2 separate regions of the Zea mays genome follow, and region 1 is linked to region 2. Evidence: chromatin contacts called from public Hi-C data. All regions are on one chromosome and are shown on one strand. Each heading gives the region's core, a stretch centred on a gene start, on an enhancer-like site or on the middle of the called end of the contact. The rest is flanking DNA. Distances are from core to core; before and after follow the strand shown. Region 1 holds the start of LOC100282641 (xylulose kinase). Region 2 holds the start of LOC541950.

Region 1 (5,300 bases), core at 68-2,567, 250 kb after region 2:
ACAACAGTCCATTAGGCATCGGGCAAGAGCGACGCGTCTCCTTGTCTCCCAAGCTCGCCAACTTATATTTAGGTGTTACAGAACCCAAAATACCCCAAAATCTGAATTTTGTTTGGGAATTTCAGGTGGTCACTCGTAAAGCCCAAACTTATTTTGGATAATTCGTGTACACCCTCCAGTACCCATAAATCCTAGATTACCCAAATTTTCATAAGTTATATACTCGTGTCATTGTTAATTATCAATTTATATATCTATAATTGCATGTGTTTTTATGAAGTTGACATAACAATTCGATAGTTCAGGAATACTCGAACTCGAATTTCCATGTAATCTAAAATCCACTGCAATTTTAAGTAACAATTCTTATAGCACGAAATTTGAATTACTCAGCCCAAATTTTTCGGGTAATCCGAATGCCTATCCCTAAATGCACACACTATGGATATACTTCGCGATGAGTTAGATAGATACGTCTATTTCTGTGTACTGGAACTAGGCATAAAATGTTTTTATTTTTAAAGTTGAATATTCATTATATATGTTATAACAATCAATTAAACTATAATATATTTGACACACATCTCTTATATGGTGCATTACATTTTTTATACTTAAATAAAAGTTCGTAAATACAATATCATGGTAAGGGTTACGGAAATATTTTTCAACAAAATCTCATTTTCTTGGAGTTAGAGTTGGAGTTGGGTAAGCCAAACACATCAAAATATTGTCAACTGTGGAGTAGAGATACTCCTGACAAAGTCAGTCGAACAGAGCTAGAAAACATGGAGTGGAGTCGCAAACACCATCTAAAAGATTAGAATTTTGTTCTAGACAACTGAGTAAATAATCTATATCTAGTAAGGGATGTTTAGATACACCAACTAAAATTTTATCGGCGACACCGGATGTTTGAATGCTAGTTAGAAGTATTAAATATACTGTAACTATAAACTAGTGCTGTGATATAGTAAACATTTTCTAATTATAGACTAATTATGTTTAATAAACTTTCTTCTATGATTAATTTTATAATTAAATTATATATAAACGCTGGATGTGATATATACTAAACCTTTGTTTGGGGGAATTAAACACCCTTGGATCATTTTCTCGTAGGCAGAGACTAGAGAGAGCATTACCCATGGGCACTTGGCCCAGGAAGAGAAGAAGCTAAAAAATCCAGAGGAACTGTCTGACAGCTTCTGCCATTTCCTGGGAGGCTGGTACCATTTCTCTCCGGATTCTCAGCTTTAATCACGGTGCGGCGTCAGCTCCTCACAGATAGGACCGGCGGGCGGCTGCCGGCTTTGTGGCGTTAAGCAGTGGCCGGACTGCCGGAGGAGGGCAGAGGTGGTCAGGTGGAGTTCGCCAGTTCGGAGTCGCCGATTGAGTCGGGAGCCAGAGAGGCCGAGAACGGATGCTTCCTGTTGCTTGCTGCGCACCTCGTGGGCTGGAAGTTGGGCGTCAGCTAATTTTCCGCTCCGCACCGACTGCAGCCCCGGGCACCGTATCCGCTCTTTAGCAATCATAACAAACATACCCGAAGGAAGCCAACAGATTTCAGTATTTCACGGTCACCATCACCACTCACCAGTCCCTCCTACCCGCTTCCCATAAAATCTTCTGATCTGTAACGCATTCGTCGACGCCCACCTCCGCTTCGCTCTCTTGCTCTTTTAGTCCCATCTCCCATCCCACCTGGAGGCGAATTTCGTCTGGGGAAAAAGTCGGCGGCCATGGCCGGGCGAGACTCCCTCCCGGAGGGTTCTCTCTTCCTCGGGTTGGACAGCTCCACTCAGTAAGTCTCGTCCCTTTTCTATCTCTCTCAGTTTAAACGGGCACTGGATCTTGTTTTTCCTGTGGTCTCTGTGTAGCTTATTCCTCTAATCAGGCGCTCATTTGTTCTAGTGATGGGCATGGTTCAGTAGATGGTGAGTATAAAAGGTTAAAACTTTTATCTGCTTGTAAGACAGCGGTATCATCTATATCGGTCATCTTCATCTGCATCTTCTCTTCCTCTCCTCTATATCTCATCCAATCTCAAACAACGTCCTCTATATATGGTAATCTATACGTCAAAGGCACCCATTAGAAACATATTTTCCTGTTTTTCATCGTACCCTCAAAAGTCTTATATATATTTTTAAATTTTGCTTAATCCATCATCTAAGGTATAAAAATGAATAGAAGAGATGAGGACGAATGAGTGTCCTCTCTATTTGGGGACACCATCTATAGAGGAGGAAATATAGAGGTTGAATAGAGGATGCTGATTAATTAATGAAAAACAAGTAAGAAACCTAATGTTCTTAAATACGTCTCTTTCAAGATTTTTTTACCTAGTTCAAATGTGGTTTCTTTGTTCTTTATTCTGCATACCAGTAAGTCGATAACCATGATCGTAGCACCATTTGCTTCACATATTCCCTTCCTGGATTTTATTTTTCAGTTTGCTATCATATACTAGATCTGTGAGGCTACTATTAGACTTGGACCTAATACTGCCATTCTCCTGTTACAGATCACTGAAAGCTACGGTGCTCAATAATGAGCTCACCATAGTAGCTTCTGAAATTGTTAATTTTGACTCTGAATTGCCACACTACAAAACTGAAGGTGGGGTGTACAGAGACCCAGCAGATGATAGGCACATTTTTTCACCAACCATTATGTGGGTGGAAGCTTTGGATGTGCTGCTTGAGAAGCTAAAACCAAAGATCAACTTCGGTAAGGTAGTGGCTGTTTCTGGGAGTGGGCAGCAACATGGCAGTGTTTATTGGAAAAAGGGCAGCCATGCTGTGTTATCCTCCTTGGATGCTAGTAAAAGCTTGTTATCGCAACTAAAGGATGCATTTTCTACAATGAACTCACCATTATGGATGGATAGTAGCACAACAAAGCAATGCAGAGAAATAGAGAACGCAGTTGGAGGTGCACTGGAGTTAGCAAAACTCACAGGATCTCGTGCGTATGAAAGATTCACTGGCCCCCAGATAAGGAAGATCTATCAGACAGAGCCTGATGTTTATGAAGATACCGAGAGAATATCTTTGGTGAGCTCGTTCATGGCATCTATCCTTGTTGGAAGCTATGCAAGTATTGATGAAACTGATGGTGCGGGGATGAACTTGATGGATATCAAGCAAAGGATCTGGTCAAAGTCTGCTTTAGAGGTTTGTACTTGCTAGCTCATTTCATAGTACACTAAACATTTGTTGAATGAAGTTTAAAACATAAAACTGTAGCCTTTTTGTCTAAAAATATTTCATGGACTAAAATACCAAGACTATGCCCTTTCTCTAGGCAACTGCTCCTGGACTTGAAGCAAAGCTTGGAAATCTAGCACCAGCATATTCAGCTGCTGGTCGAATTGCTCCTTATTTTGTAGAAAGGTAAGTTTTGTTTGGTTATACGTTGGGGCAGTGCTAAATGTACACTCTCAAGCCAACATGTAGTGTACTAGTTTTGCAACCACATATATTCAGAATCACCTTTACCATGTACTTATCTTCTTCTGGTGACATACCTTTTAATTGCAAGTAGAAATTACTGTTTGCATTATTGCTTAGGTGTTTTTGAGCAACCAATCATAATATATGGTTCAGGCAGTATGTTTCTGTTGACTGGCATACATGCTCTGATTGTAAAACTATTAACGCAGGAATTCAGAGCGAAAACTTTTCACTGTCTCTGAAGTCTTAACATCTCAAATATATGTTCACAATTTATTTTGTTATAATTTTTGGGTTTATATGAAATGAAACCTCTGAGTTCACATCATAAATTTTTTTTACCAATCATTCCTTTTATTATGATCAAATATCAATGGTTTTAAATGAAGTTCCTGAACATTATGAAAAAAAGTGAATGGACAAGCTAGTTTAATAAGAAAAATACACCCTAACGACTAACTTAATAAATACTCTTTGTACTAGATTTTTGTAATTACTTAAATAACATTATGTATTTTCAGGTTTCAGTTTGATAAGAACTGTTTGGTCATTCAGTGGTCTGGAGATAATCCTAATAGCCTTGCAGGTGGGTTTGACTAGTGTTTCTTCAATGATGAGCTGACATTTGTGATCTTTTTGGCAGCAGAAAATGGGTGTGAAAACAGTTTCATGATTTCTTACGTTAGCATTTATGAGACCTCTGCATCTTTTGTAGGTTTAACTCTGAATACCCCTGGTGATCTTGCCATTAGCCTTGGTACTAGTGATACAGTAAGTTGAGAAGACGTGTTCAATGTTGATTTGATTAAATTGGCATGTTTAGCTGATGGTTGTATGCAATTCATCTCCTATTGTATTTTAGGTATTCGGGATAACAACAGAAGCTAAACCAAGCCTTGAAGGACATGTTTTCCCCAATCCTGTTGAGCCTAATGGTTATATGGTCATGCTATGCTACAAAAATGGCTCCTTGACCAGAGAAGGTATGAGCGGTTTACTTTATATTGTCCTATAAGTGTGCATGCTATCATGTCATCATTACATTGCTGAGCTGTTGATACTTACATTTTGGTTCAGATGTACGAAATCGCTGTGCAGACAAATCATGGGACGTTTTTAACAGCTATCTGGAGAAAACGCCCCCTCTAAATGGTTAGATTTTACAGAAGTTGGGAACTGTCATTTTTGCTCAAATGAACTGCTCTCCGAACAAGTTTCCTCTAGTACTACCTTACAGAGATAAACTACTCCTGTTTATGCCTGCTTATTCTATTTTGACATGCTGTAATTTTACTACTTTAATTGGTTACTTTCCTATGTGATTTATTTTTCTTGCTTGTAGGTGGGAAGATAGGATTCTACTACAAAGACCATGAGATCCTCCCTCCACTTCCAGGTATTGATGTATTACCATTGCAGTGTTTTCCTGTCTTTTATTCTAAAAAAAACTCAGAAACTATTATCATTGCAGCATTTCCCCTCCTTTATTCTAATTCTAAAACTCAGAAACTGACTGTTTATTTTCATGCAGTGGGTTTCCATCGGTACACTGTCGAAAACCTCAACGACGTCTCATCAGACGCTCTGTTGGAGCGTGAAGTGGAAGAACTTGACCCACCGTCCGAGGTTTGCGAAGAGGAATATTGTATCAGTTTATATGATATCTTGTCAAGCAGATTGGCATGCTTATGCTAAACATCGCCTGCCTGTAGGTTCGTGCCATCATTGAGGGCCAAATGCTGTCGATGCGAGGCCACGCCGAGAGGTTTGGCATGCCGAACCCTCCCAAACGGATCATAGCAACCGGCGGGGCATCCTCCAACGAAAGCATCCTCAAGTCAG
Region 2 (4,832 bases), core at 889-3,388:
AACTAGTTAACTACTGCTACAGTATATAATATAAGTAACTATTCACATAACTGTAGCTTGAGTCATCTTCTCAAAATCTTTGTTGTTGCTCAAAAGTGGCAGAAGTAAAAATTTGGTACCCGATCAACATGAGTCAATAAAACCAACAGGATCAAGATTTAAGATGTCTGAATAGAAAATACTTATGGAAGAAACTAAGATGGACACAAAACTTACCTCGAACATTGATAGAGTTCCACTTCTATAGATTTCATCACCTGGGGGGTGCTTAAGATCACACTTCTTCTGTAAAAGCAAATAAAATGATATTAAGAACCACTTCAAGAAACCATCCACTGTTTTAGGGTGTCTGTGTGTGTGTGGCCTTGTCATGTGTTGTTGGCTAGTTGCTCAGCTATTAAAAGTAAGTACAGTATGGTTATATATTGAGTAGCATCGATTAATAGCAAGACATGCCAAACTGCATGTTGTAAGACTAATTTTTTGTGGTTATTTGTTTACTTCAGTATATGGATGTTTGCTGATACAGTGCATTACCATCTAGAACTTCTAGTTGCAGTCTTGATACTCTAGTACCTGCTTCGTAGCCTCTGGGTGGCCAGTCTAGCACTAGCACCTAGGTTAAAACTAAACAGAAATGGATGATAGATAGTTTAGATAAACAAGAAGCGAGCTTACTAATACCAGTTTTTTTAATCTCATATTAGTAGCATGTATCTAACAAATAGGTAAGGTATAAAGCATAAACAAGTATAGCTCACCATGTGCCTCTGAAGCTGTTCTTTGCGCTTCATGAAGTTGAGGCAAAATTCACAGAAAAACAGCTTCGGGCAGTCATTATACTCTGGTGGAAAAGGAGAGAAATACCATGTGTCTATCTCATATCTCCCCAGTTCGATCTTCGCGATATTTTTCACCTTTGTGAATTCTTCATGTTCCCGCAAGCTGGCTGCATCAAGCTCCTCATGTCCTTGCTACCAAAATGATTGGGGCCAAATGAGGAAGAAATATTTTTCGGACTGAATGCACAGAGAGCTCATGCCTAAACTAATATTCAGATAAAAAATCTTGACAAGTTCATATAACATTTAAGTGAAAATAGTAAATGAACGATGAGTAATAACAATCTGCAGCATACCTCCACATGTGTTTCATCAATTTTACGTTTCTGGTGCCGTGTCATCTTTAAGCTTGTTGCCTGGATAAATATCAAAAGATAATCATATCAAGCACTCATCTTGCAAAACTGGTGTTTTCAATAAAAGTTGTGGACATTGCTTCACCAAAACGTTGGCAGTCTAATGATGCTGCCACTGGCTAGATGTGAAGAAAATGGTAGAACTATCATTGGTATATAGCAGCATAACGGCATGCATCTCCATTTACCTTATCTTCTACTTTCTCATCGACAACGGTCTCGACAGTGTCAAGATCAAGCTGATCAAGCTTAACCCACTCGTCAAGTCTTCTATTGACTGTGAGTCCAAATCATTTAAGATATATCAGTCTACAATAATCTGAACAGACTGCAGTTAACACAAACAAAAATTGTGGGAAGATGTTTGTGACTAGACTAAAATTCTCTACCACGAGAACAACCATTGCTGAAATGTGCAGATGAACGAAGCAGAAATCTCAATTCATCACTAAAAAAACCTTCCAGCTAAATGTATTTATGCACCCAATCAGCGAGTTAGATGGCGAGGCCAAAGTTCCCCTAACCCTAGACAACAAGCATCCTGACGAGACGCGAGGCAGGGAGGTTCCTTACACTCGGTGTAGTGGACGTAATACTCGTAGTCGGCGGGGGAAGAGCACGCGGAGCCCTTGCGGCGCTCGATCACCTTGACCGGGTGGAGCTTCTGGTCGCGCCACCGGCACATCACGCGCGTGCCCACCTCCAGGGGAAGGTGCGCCGCCCACGACGCGGACGCGGCCGAGGACCTCAGCCGCCTCTCCATGCCTCCTCCGTTAGACGCGGCGCCCGCCCCGTTGCACGCCGTGCCGCCGGCTCCGCCACCGGCAGCGGAGGAGCCGTTCTCCGGCGCGGTCGACGCTTCCATGGAGCCCATCACGTTGTTGGAGCCAGAGCGGATCCGGTGTGAGAGCCCCTTCTGGACTGTTTGGGGCCCGTTGGGCTTTCGTACCTTACCGAGTTGGGAACTCCGGATGACTTGTGGGACCCTCACGTAAGAATCTCTATCTGTTAGGTGTGTGGGCTAACTTGCGCCACGTCGGACCGGTTTAATTGATTGATTGATCAGTTGATCGCAGCTATAGCCATGACATTTCCTCCTTTTTTCTGGATTCTGAAATAGCAGTGGCCTTTTTGTTTCTTCGTTAACAGGGCACAGCTCAGGACCTCAGGTCATGGGCATATTATTGTTCAAAAAAGATCTATTTACGCTCCTAGTCCAAAACAAACTGAATAGTCGTTGACGAAGATGTACATGTACTTGTCTCTCTTTCAAAAAAAAAAAAACTTGTTCGACATGCGAGATGGATTTTCTTTCGACTGCAGTCTGCGGTGCAGCACAAACCAAACTCAAACTAGGAAGAGCTTGCTCAAACGTTTTGTTTGCACTGCAGGCTGAGGCGTCAGCGTCAACATGAAAGTATGGCATATGCTGTCTTTATGGTCCCGCCACTTCCATTCGCAACTGGGCCGTGGTGCAGCCTTTATGGCCTTATATTACCGATATTGTATATAGAAACACAATAATATAATTAAACATCGTGCGGATCCGTGGCGCAATGGTAGCGCGTCTGACTCCAGATCAGAAGGTTGCGTGTTCGATTCACGTCGGGTTCAAATCCCCGATTACACCGGATTCTTTTTTTTCCTTTTTGCGTTATTTTCTCTCTCTTTTCTTGGGCAGAAAAATTGAAACATTCTACGGCCCGGTCTATCCAGTCTTGTTTGGAAGCAAGAATAGGAAAAAAAAGGAGTTGAAGGGAATTCAGGGGTCATTAGACCAGCATGATATGATATTACATCGTCACACACTCACACCGTGTTAGGTTCCTTTCACTGATTCATTTCGCTTTCGTGCAGGAGCATGATGAGCTTGAGGATGAGGACGCTGTTCAGATCATTAAGAAAATATAGGGATATCATATGGTGGGAAAAAAAACCTGTTTTCACTGCAAAACTGCAAGGTGCAATGGGGATTTTGAGTACCAGATTCGTCAGAAAGGCTTGAACTCGACTTTTGATTGTTTGATTTGATGATGCTCATGTGTAATGTTACCTAATGGTCTCCTCGATTAGCGTCGGGGCTAAGTGCACAGTAAAAGTGTAGCTTCAGGTGATTAGCTGCATCAGATTCCTGTTCTACGGCCGATTAAACCGGATGTAACTTGCCTCCTTTTTTAATGATGAAATAACCACATTTTCAGTGCCTCTTTTTTTTAAAAAAAATTGCTTTGATCCAAAGACCATGTTAGTTGGCATTTCCTTATACAAGTCATGTAGCTGTGATATTCTTCTCTCTAACTCAGCGCCATGTGGCCTGGGCCCTGGAGTCACCAATGTACCAACTGCCTGCCCCAACCGTTGAACACATGGAGAGATGCTCTCCATATCTTGAGAGGAGGATACGATGATTCGGTGATTCTTGTATTAAGTGCTCTACCTTGTTTAGTGTTCGTACGTTTTCTAGTGCATGGGTGGCCTAATTATAGATTCCCATAACCATCTTTGGTGGTGACCAACGACGTGCGGACAACTTGGCCATGCTTATCTTAACGATCTTGGATTTGATCCTAATTGCAGTTTTATGTAGAGCTGTTCTTTGCTTACCGGTGGCTGTCGTGGCAGTGGTAAAAGAAACGTTAAATCATTTGACCTCGATTATAGGGTCTATTTGGTTTAACTTTTTCTGGTAAGTTTTTATGAGAATCTAGCTATAGGAAGAATTTAAATATTATGGAGATTACGTGTAGAAAAAGATGAAGTTTATAAGATTAAGATCTAAGAAGCAAACTAAAAACCTGAACGTTTGACGGTCTACAACAGCAATTAACAGCTAGAATATGGATTTAAGTTGAACCAAACACCCACATAGATGCACTGCGAACATGCAGCAATAATTTGTTTTGTCAAAAATAAGCACCCAACAAAACGATGGATGAAAGTGGTAATTCAAACTATTAGGACAAATTTAATATTTTAAAATAGATATGTATAAAATTTGATATTGATCTTTTCTTATGTTATCAAACACATTAGTACAAATACGAATAATATCACATAAATTGTTTCATGTATTATTTGCTCCCTAAAACATAAAAAATTAGAAAAAATAATACCTAATTTGTTTCCGAATCCATACCAAAGTTTATATCTATTATTTGAGAAAAATATATAATAAATCTGAGGTTTACCTTTTATTAGTCTTTATAAGCTGAATATTAAAAACAAGAATACAAATTTGTATTGTAGATTCTATATCATATTTATTCGCAATCAAAGAAAAATGACTAAAAACTTATTACCGAATGAATACCGTTTCCGACGGTTTTTATCCATCGATCGACATTTAGCATGTAATAGAGGTTGGTTAAAGAGGTGTTTAATTTGTAGGAACTAATTTTTAGTCCCCCCCATCTTATTCTATTTTAGTCATTAAATTACAAATATGAAAACTAAAACTTTTGTTTATTCTAGTTTTTTATTTGACAATTTAAAGACTAAAAATTAGTCTCTATAAACCAAACACTCTCAAAACCATTAAGGTCTTGTTCGTTTACACCAATCCAGCTCTGGATTATCATGGATTGAAATTAAATCCATGCCACAATCCACGCCCCAAAATAATTCAAGCCTACTA

The links. A called contact is a pair of places that touch in the nucleus more often than the background predicts.
Region 1: a contact with region 2 is called in a Hi-C map of leaf, with 9 times the contacts expected there. The contact joins the promoter of LOC100282641 here to the promoter of LOC541950 in region 2. A contact is called at or near these places in 9 of 25 Hi-C or Micro-C datasets (ear, endosperm, leaf and 2 more).

The regions. Positions count from the first base shown.
Region 1 is chr2:219,579,186-219,584,485 of Zm-B73-REFERENCE-NAM-5.0, forward strand. LOC100282641 (xylulose kinase) reads left to right here and starts at 1,318. Exons shown (of 11, transcript NM_001369014.1): 1 at 1,318-1,804; 2 at 2,528-3,179; 3 at 3,310-3,398; 4 at 3,980-4,044; 5 at 4,174-4,229; 6 at 4,321-4,441; 7 at 4,536-4,610; 8 at 4,801-4,854; 9 at 4,990-5,084; 10 at 5,171-5,300. The coding sequence starts at 1,743.
Region 2 is chr2:219,331,077-219,335,908 of Zm-B73-REFERENCE-NAM-5.0, forward strand. It overlaps LOC541950, which reads right to left and starts at 2,139. Exons shown (of 9, transcript NM_001111604.2): 1 at 1,772-2,139; 2 at 1,387-1,475; 3 at 1,139-1,198; 4 at 762-974; 5 at 217-285. The coding sequence starts at 2,072. It overlaps TRNAW-CCA (transfer RNA tryptophan (anticodon CCA)), which reads left to right and starts at 2,741; the gene lies at 2,741-2,812.